2 separate regions of the Mus musculus genome follow, and region 2 is linked to region 1. The links are chromatin contacts, called in public promoter capture Hi-C maps. All regions are on one chromosome and are shown on one strand. The core of a region is the stretch at or near the end of the contact, and the rest is flanking DNA. Distances in the headings are between cores, read along the strand shown.

Evidence for each region. Promoter capture Hi-C pulls out the DNA fragments that hold promoters and counts their contacts.
Region 2: a contact with region 1 is called in a promoter capture Hi-C map of 3T3-L1-derived adipocytes, with 5 times the contacts expected there. The contact joins the promoter of Cox14 here to the promoter of Nckap5los in region 1. A contact is called at or near these places in 10 of 39 promoter capture datasets (the 3T3-L1 cell line, 3T3-L1-derived adipocytes, the SN4741 cell line and 6 more), 2 of 484 Hi-C or Micro-C datasets (both in embryonic stem cells) and 4 of 115 datasets of contacts at active chromatin or transcription factors (the NIH/3T3 cell line, embryonic stem cells and microglia).

Annotation. Positions count from the first base shown.
Region 1 is chr15:99,431,179-99,434,639 of GRCm38.p6, forward strand. Nckap5los (a long non-coding RNA gene) reads left to right here and starts at 1,634. Exons shown (of 5, transcript XR_003951477.1): 1 at 1,634-1,676; 2 at 1,819-3,461. Nckap5l (NCK-associated protein 5-like) reads right to left here. Exons shown (of 13, transcript NM_001001884.1): 3 at 2,862-3,011; 4 at 2,392-2,460; 5 at 2,267-2,305; 6 at 1,527-1,646. The coding sequence starts at 2,972.
Region 2 is chr15:99,723,946-99,727,406 of GRCm38.p6, forward strand. Cox14 (cytochrome c oxidase assembly protein 14) reads left to right here and starts at 1,673. Exons shown (of 2, transcript NM_183256.3): 1 at 1,673-1,903. It overlaps Gpd1 (glycerol-3-phosphate dehydrogenase 1 (soluble)), which reads left to right. Exons shown (of 8, transcript NM_010271.3): 8 at 1-1,069. Gm16537 (predicted gene 16537) reads right to left here and starts at 529. Exons shown (of 3, transcript NR_155353.1): 1 at 372-529.

The sequences.
Region 1 (3,461 bases), core at 384-2,883:
GAAACACACCCTGCACAGGATGTAACACCCACAGGGCCTTGAGATCGGTTCCTCAGGCCTTGGCAAAGGCATGGCTTCCAAGGGAAGCTTAATTAGTGTCTGCGCAATGGGGCTTTCAACCCAGCGAAGCTCACCCTGGGAGTCACGTTAATACTACTAAACCGCTGCCATTCGCCGACTGTCAGCGAGCAGAGCACCATATATTACCTCATTTAATCCTCGCAAGGATGTGTAATGCCAGTGTTTTTGTGCCATTTGTAAGGGAAAAACCTAACATTTATATAGTTTGATACTTTGCCCAAGGCCACACTTAGCTAAAAAGCAGTTCAGTTAGAAACCCAACCCCAGTTTACTTGAGGCCAACATTTAACGCTTGTAATTTTCCATTGCATCATGGGAACTTGGGTGAGAGATTGACTGGACCGACCCTCGGTGATCCCACAGTCCATTCAGGTTTTTGAAAAAGTGACTGTGGGTGGTTCACTGGGTGGGGGAAGGCTGGTGACAGCTAGGCCTCAGGGGTCCCTGCAGAGGCACAACAGCTGCAGGGGCAACTGCGGACTATCCATTGCTGCCCGAGATTCAGTTCACGGGGAATCAGATACCAGGCTGGATCATTTGGACAAACACACATGTTCAGACAGACATGGCTCAGCTCCACGCTGATAAAGCTGCTTTCATTGTCAAAATGGGGGCAGGGGCTGGCTGCCCTCAGAGGCAACCTGCTATTCTCCTTGACTTCCAGACCACTCTTATCTCTGTATCTTCTTCCATCCTTGAGGCTCCTGACAGAGTGACATCCATGACAACTGATCCCAGGACTCATACCCCGAGCCAGCGCCCCACCCCCACCCCCACACTGTTCCCAGGGCAGGCAGGGTCCAGCCTGCCAATAGAAACCAGTGCCTGTGAAGTTCAAACCCAGTATGTGCAGCCACCCATATCCAGTGAACGGGGTGAAGTGCCGTTCTTGTCCTCTCTGTGACACGCAGCTCTGGGCTCCTTATGCTTAGCCCTGCCCTGGCCCTGGCCAGGAAGAAGCCACGTCAGTGGCCACAGGGGCCTCTAGGGAACTGGAAATAACTGCATTTGCAGCCTCCACCCGACCGACTCCCCACACAGGGCAGGGTGAATCTCAACTTTCTCTTATATGAAGGGGTACACTAGGAGTGAGGGCCATGCTTCTCATCTTAGTACTTGGGTAGCTGAGGCAGGAGGACTGCCTGAGTGTAAGTCCAGCCAGGGATGCAGAGTGAGACCCTGTCCTCCCCCTCCTCCTCCTTCAACAACAACAACTGAAGATACTGTCTGCCTGAGTAGGGAGACCCTGGGAATGGCGTTGACAGATGAGTCTATAGGGACTCGGGAAGTTTTCTTTCAGCTAAAATGCAAGTCTGTTAGTCCAAGTATACCTTCACCGCAAGGTCACAGGCCCTGTGTTAAGGACAGCGGACACCCTGCTCCTATGAGGTGAACAGAAGAGCAAGCTGATGCTGACGGGGCCCACAGGAAAATGATCTGCCCACCTGAGGGAGGGAGTTGGCCGTGAGCTGTAGTTTCTGCTGCAGTAGTGCACTCAACACCTGATTCTGCCGCTCCAGGTCAAACACCCTCTTCTTCAGTTTGATACACTCTTCCCGCAGGTCCTGTCCACCCAGGAAGGACAGGAAGCAAAGGTGAGGAGGCAGGAGAGGGACAGCGACTTCCCGCCCCCGCCAGCTGTGCTCACACCTACAGCCTCTGGGGATGAGCTCTCAAGGTTTGCTACCCTAATGAACTACGGTAAAGGCCAGTCTGTCATTTCCACCATTTCTGCAGCTGGCTTCCTCCCTCCTAGAAGCCATGTCAAAAGGGAGGGGCATCTAAGGCGTGGGAGAACCCTGACGTCTAAGTGGCCCGCATCACAGCGATCTGAAGAAAACACTTCAAGGCCATAGAGGCTCATGACGTTGGTAGTGTTTTGAAGGCGATAGAGAAATCAGCTGGGCTCCAGGTAAGAGAAGGCATTCTAGTCCAAATCAAAGTTCCCATGGTTCAGAGACCTGGCCTTAACAACTCACTCTGCTTCCTGGTAGAGAATAACGGGCCAATCAGAGGTAGTGGCATGGGCCAAGTGGGCCAATAGGGAGCTCCTCCTAGGCTACTCCGTGGTGGTAGAGACTTAGTTGAGCAGGTCTCTGGAGTCCCAGGGCTGTACCTCCTGTGTATACCCTGGGTCTATCCTGCAGCAGTTAGGTGGGTGTGAGACAGTCCTGAATCCACTCACCTTCTGGTTCAGTAGAGCCTGTACCACGTGGTTGGCAACCTGGGGACACAAAGTCCGGGAGCTGAGCTGGCGTTTTGCCCACCCACCCCTGTCCCCAGCCCTGTCCTTCGGCAAACCCCACAGACCTCATCCAGACAGCGTTCGTAAGTCTCCCGCTGGTTCTCATTGGCCTGCGCAAGCGCCGAGTTCTCTGCCTGTAGGGTGAGGTGGAAAGGGGAATCATTGAGGCTCATTTGTACCCTGGGAGCGAGGGTGGCAGAGTGGACAGGCTTTGCCCTGTCCATCAAACTCCTGGACCAGGGTTATCTGACCGTTTTACCTAGTAGCCTCTATGGATATCACTGTCCTTGGAACCAGTAGGGTCGTAAAGGTGGGGTGGGGGTGGGGAAGAGACACTCGTGGCATAGGACAGCTACGTACTCTTCACTGTCGCCCGAGCTGGAGAGTGAAGAGGAACCGGGGCTTCCCAGGGGAGCTTTAATAAAGAACCAACCGTCCAGCCCTCTCCTGCCTGGCAAGCCTTCTCCACACTGAGCTCAGCGGTGGGCAGCCCTGACTCCCCATGCCCCGCCCTGCCCTGCCTGCCACCGCGTACCTCCAGCTCCCGAAGTCGGTGCAGAAGCTCCTGGCAGGTGCTGAGCTCCATGCTGTCGTCCTCACCAGCCGATGCCCTCAGCTTTCCGGTGCCTCCGGCCGGCTGGTCCATGACCTTGGGAGTCAGGCTCTGGGAATGAGGCCTGGCAGGCTACTCCCAGGCAGACCAGGAACAGGCAAGGAGAGAAGGCAGGAGGAGGGTGACAAAACTCTCTAGTGACCTCTGCTATACTGGTGATAATGCAACAGCTCAAGGTTAGGCTGGGTGACTCTTGTTTATTCTTCCCATCCTGAGGCCGAGACTGTGCCTATAGGAACCCCAGCGCTCACACACACCCTGCATGGGGGCCTAGAGCCCGAATTTTTTACTGGTCAACCAGCTGCCCTGTGACTCAACGTCCCTGTTTAGAAAGTAACACCAACTTCAACTAATGTCACTCACTGTTGACACGTAAAACTTAAGTCTGCCAAGGGATATTTGTTTATTTATTTATACAAGACAGGGTTCCACTGTGTAACAAGTCCTGGCTGTCCTGGACTCACTCTGTAGACCAGTCTGGCCTTGAATTCACAGAGATCCCTCTACCTCCGTCTCCTGAGG
Region 2 (3,461 bases), core at 423-2,922, 290 kb after region 1:
TTTGTCAGGGCCTCCCCACCCTGTGTGACCTTTCCCAGCTTTCCCTTGCCTGCACCCAGCTGCCAGCACCCTCTTTGGGGAGCAGGAATCTAATCTGCTGACAGAGCTACACTCTTTTCACAGCAGGCTCAGATGGCTCAGGCTCCCCTGACCTTCCTATTTGTCCACCTCCCCAGTCAGGAGCTCCGGCCCCGGCCAGCCCCTCCTACTGCTGACCTTTCTTCTCAGGGTCCTCCCCACAAGGCCGCTTCTCTCTGCAGTCACCACCAACTTCACGTCTAACAGAATGTAGGATTTATAGTTTATCGTCCTCAGGGCTGTCAGCCCATATTCTTGACTCTGCCCTTTCCTTTTGCCCAAGTCGTTCTCACCCAGCCTGGAAGGCCACCCGGCATCTGTAGGCTTAGAACTAAGGAGCAGCTCAAAGGTTCAGTAGGTTTCCACAAGGGTTGGTGGGTCCTAGTCCAAGGCCAGCTGTCCTCGGAACAGAACAAGGTCCTCGCGAGATCGGACCCACACACCTCAGGAGCTGGGGAACTCGAGGGAAGGACAATTGAAAACTGCCTGCCCTGGGGTGAGGGAGATCAGAGGGGGATGGGAGACTGCTTTGCACTGGCCCTGTTCCAAAGTTGGGTGGCAGCAAGAGAATGTCACAGATCAGCAGCCTGGAGCGCTAGCTATAAATAGCTGGAGGTTTCTCTCTCCACCAGGGGTCTCCATTTCCTGTGTGGCAGCAACTGGGACACCGTGGCTCTGGCCAGCTTGATATTAAACTAACACATTAAGGTGCCAGGTCCCTCTCTGCTCCTAGCCTTTAAGAATTCCGTCTTAGTGAAGGTCAGAGCTGTCGGGTAAGGGGAAGAGGGGGGGCCCTGTCATCGATCCCGACTGGGCTGGAACCCTCCCACGCATGACTCAATTCAGAGCTGTTCCCCGGGAGACTGGGGCGGGATGCAGACAGATTCCAACACCTTAACCTATGTTTGCTCAGTCAGTCAACTGTGAATCTGAGGTCTTCTGTCAGGCCACTTGTCTACCCAATAAAGTGTGGTTTTTCCAGAAACTGGAAGAGTTGGGGGAGTTTATGTGGCAGTGTGTGGGGTCATGTATCACTGCATGCATGTTTTACTCAATGTAAGACAAGAAGTGGAAAAAATCATCCTTGTTTAATAGCAGCCACACTCGGGCATCAATCGGCATTGGCGTCCACTCTGCTCACAGCCCCCACCTCCACCCCCCCACCCCACCCCCGTCCCCTTTTGTGCTTCGTATCCCCTCTTCCACCCAAGCTGTCAGCCAGTCTTCCCAGCGCTTCTTACAGGGTCTGTCACGTTGCCTGCCTACGAGGAGGTCGCGCACAAGGCAGAAATATTAGCGAGTCACCCTCCCATCCCCCGACTCACCCCCTACACCCATTCTGTGGCCTCACTAGTGCTGGTCCAGCTAAGGTCGGTTCCTCCGGATCACCCTGTAAAGGGCCGCTCCAGGCGGTAGGGGGCGCTAGGCCCATCGCTGGAGAATTCCGAGGATCTACCTAGCTACAGTTTACGTCACTGAACTTAGACTGCGGATTGGCTAATTCTGAGCTAAAATTTTTCCCGTTTTCCAAGGAGCGCTCTTGATGGACCAGAACCACACCCCCCAGAATTCAATGGGCCTTTCCGAGAGGAAGGCTAGACTGAGCGTGCGTAAGAGAGAGGTAGAAGCCGGAAGTTCAAGGCTGGCTCTCGCTTTAGTGGGCGAGTTTTCGCAGGGGGTGTCGGGTCCGGAGCGGGGCTGAGCACCAGTGGCTGAGGAGCTGCGCGTTGGTGACTGCCTCTTCCTGCCCTGCGGCGGCCGCGCGACTCTGCGAGTGGCAGACTGAGCAGGCATCGCTCTGACGCGGCCGAGTTGCAGCCTCCAGGTAGGCCGCGGGCCGGACGGCCAAGCGCACTCGCCCTCCCCCCACGCTCTCCTGCTCGGCGCACCGCGCCCCCTGCTCCCCGTGTCGCCGCTTTTCACGCTGTTCCCCTGCTCCCCGTTCCGAGTCCCTGCTGTCCCCTGTGCCCCGCACCGCGCTCCCCTCCGCTCCCCTGTGTCCCGCACCGCGCGTCCTCGGCCTGTGCCCTTGAGAGCGCGCGGCTCCTAGTCCCTGCGCTGTGCTAGCCCCTGCTGGCTCCCCGGCTGTCATAGTCCGACCGCCTTCCTGGTGTGACTGCGGCCTGGCTGTCCTCCCTTCTGAAACTGCTCGCCTCAACCCCAAAGCTCCTCACGGTCCCTCAAAGCCACTTATTTCTCTGAGGTCCTCACCACCTTCTCTGATCCTACAGAATATGGGGTTCATAGCTTACCTTTCTGGGCTCCGTTAGTCAGAAGTTGTTTTCTGCGGACACCAAGTCTCTCCAAAGAGGGCTAAATGACAGAAGCTGGGGTGGTTTTAGGGCTTTGATCCTTATTTGTTTTGTAAAGGATGCCCATCAGATGAAAACCTTCTGCCAGTCTCAAGAGTTTCTTTTATTTCCAAAGTTAATCCTTGTATCTGGGCTTCTAACTTCAGGGTTTTATTGTTTGTTTTTGAGGTTATCTCGGATTTGCTTCTTTTTGTTTCACACCCCCCCCCCGTTTTTTTGTTTTTTGTTTTTGACAGGGTCTCATGTCCACATCCTGAGTGCTGGGATTTCCAGCATATACCACATGCTCTGTTTAATGCAGTTCTGGGGACTGAACCTCTGGCTTTGTGCCTGCTACACTGAGTTACATCCCACTTTAAATCATACTCAAATCTTCTCTATCAGTGAACAAGGTGAAATTAGCTTTTCACCAGGGCGAAGTGACTCTGGCACTCTACAGGCAGGATCCCCCAGACACACACATCCTCAAGTCTATCTTCAGGTCCTCTCTCGGGAGAATTTCACTACCACAATAAGTAGCCTGATTAAAATATGGTTCTGAGGCTGGAGAGATGGCTCAGCAGTTAAGAGCCTTGCTGTTCTTCCAGAGGACCCAGGTTTGATTCCTAGTATAGTCTGGGTGGGCTGGTCACTTTTTTTTTTTAAAGAGATTTATTTCTGGATTTTATGTATATGAATACACTATAGCTGTCTTCAGACACACCAGAAGAGGGCATTGGATCCCATGACAGATGGTTGTGAGCCACCATGTGGTTGCTGGGAATTGAACTCAAGACCTCTGGAAGAGCAGTCAGTGCTCTTAACCACTGAGCCATCTCTCCAGCCCCGGCTGGTCACTTTTTAAGCACAAATAAGGAGAGCCTGTGTTAGCTCTGATGGCATCGCATCATATACACCTGTTTCCGGCCTTCTGTACCTCGGGTGTAGATGTTTTGAGTCAGAGCTCTGAAACTGCCATGCTTAACTCTTTTTTTTTTTTTTTTTTTTTTTTTTTTAAAGATTTATTTATTTATTATATGTAAGTACACTGTAGCTGTCTTCAGACACTCCAGAAGAGGGCATCAGATCTCA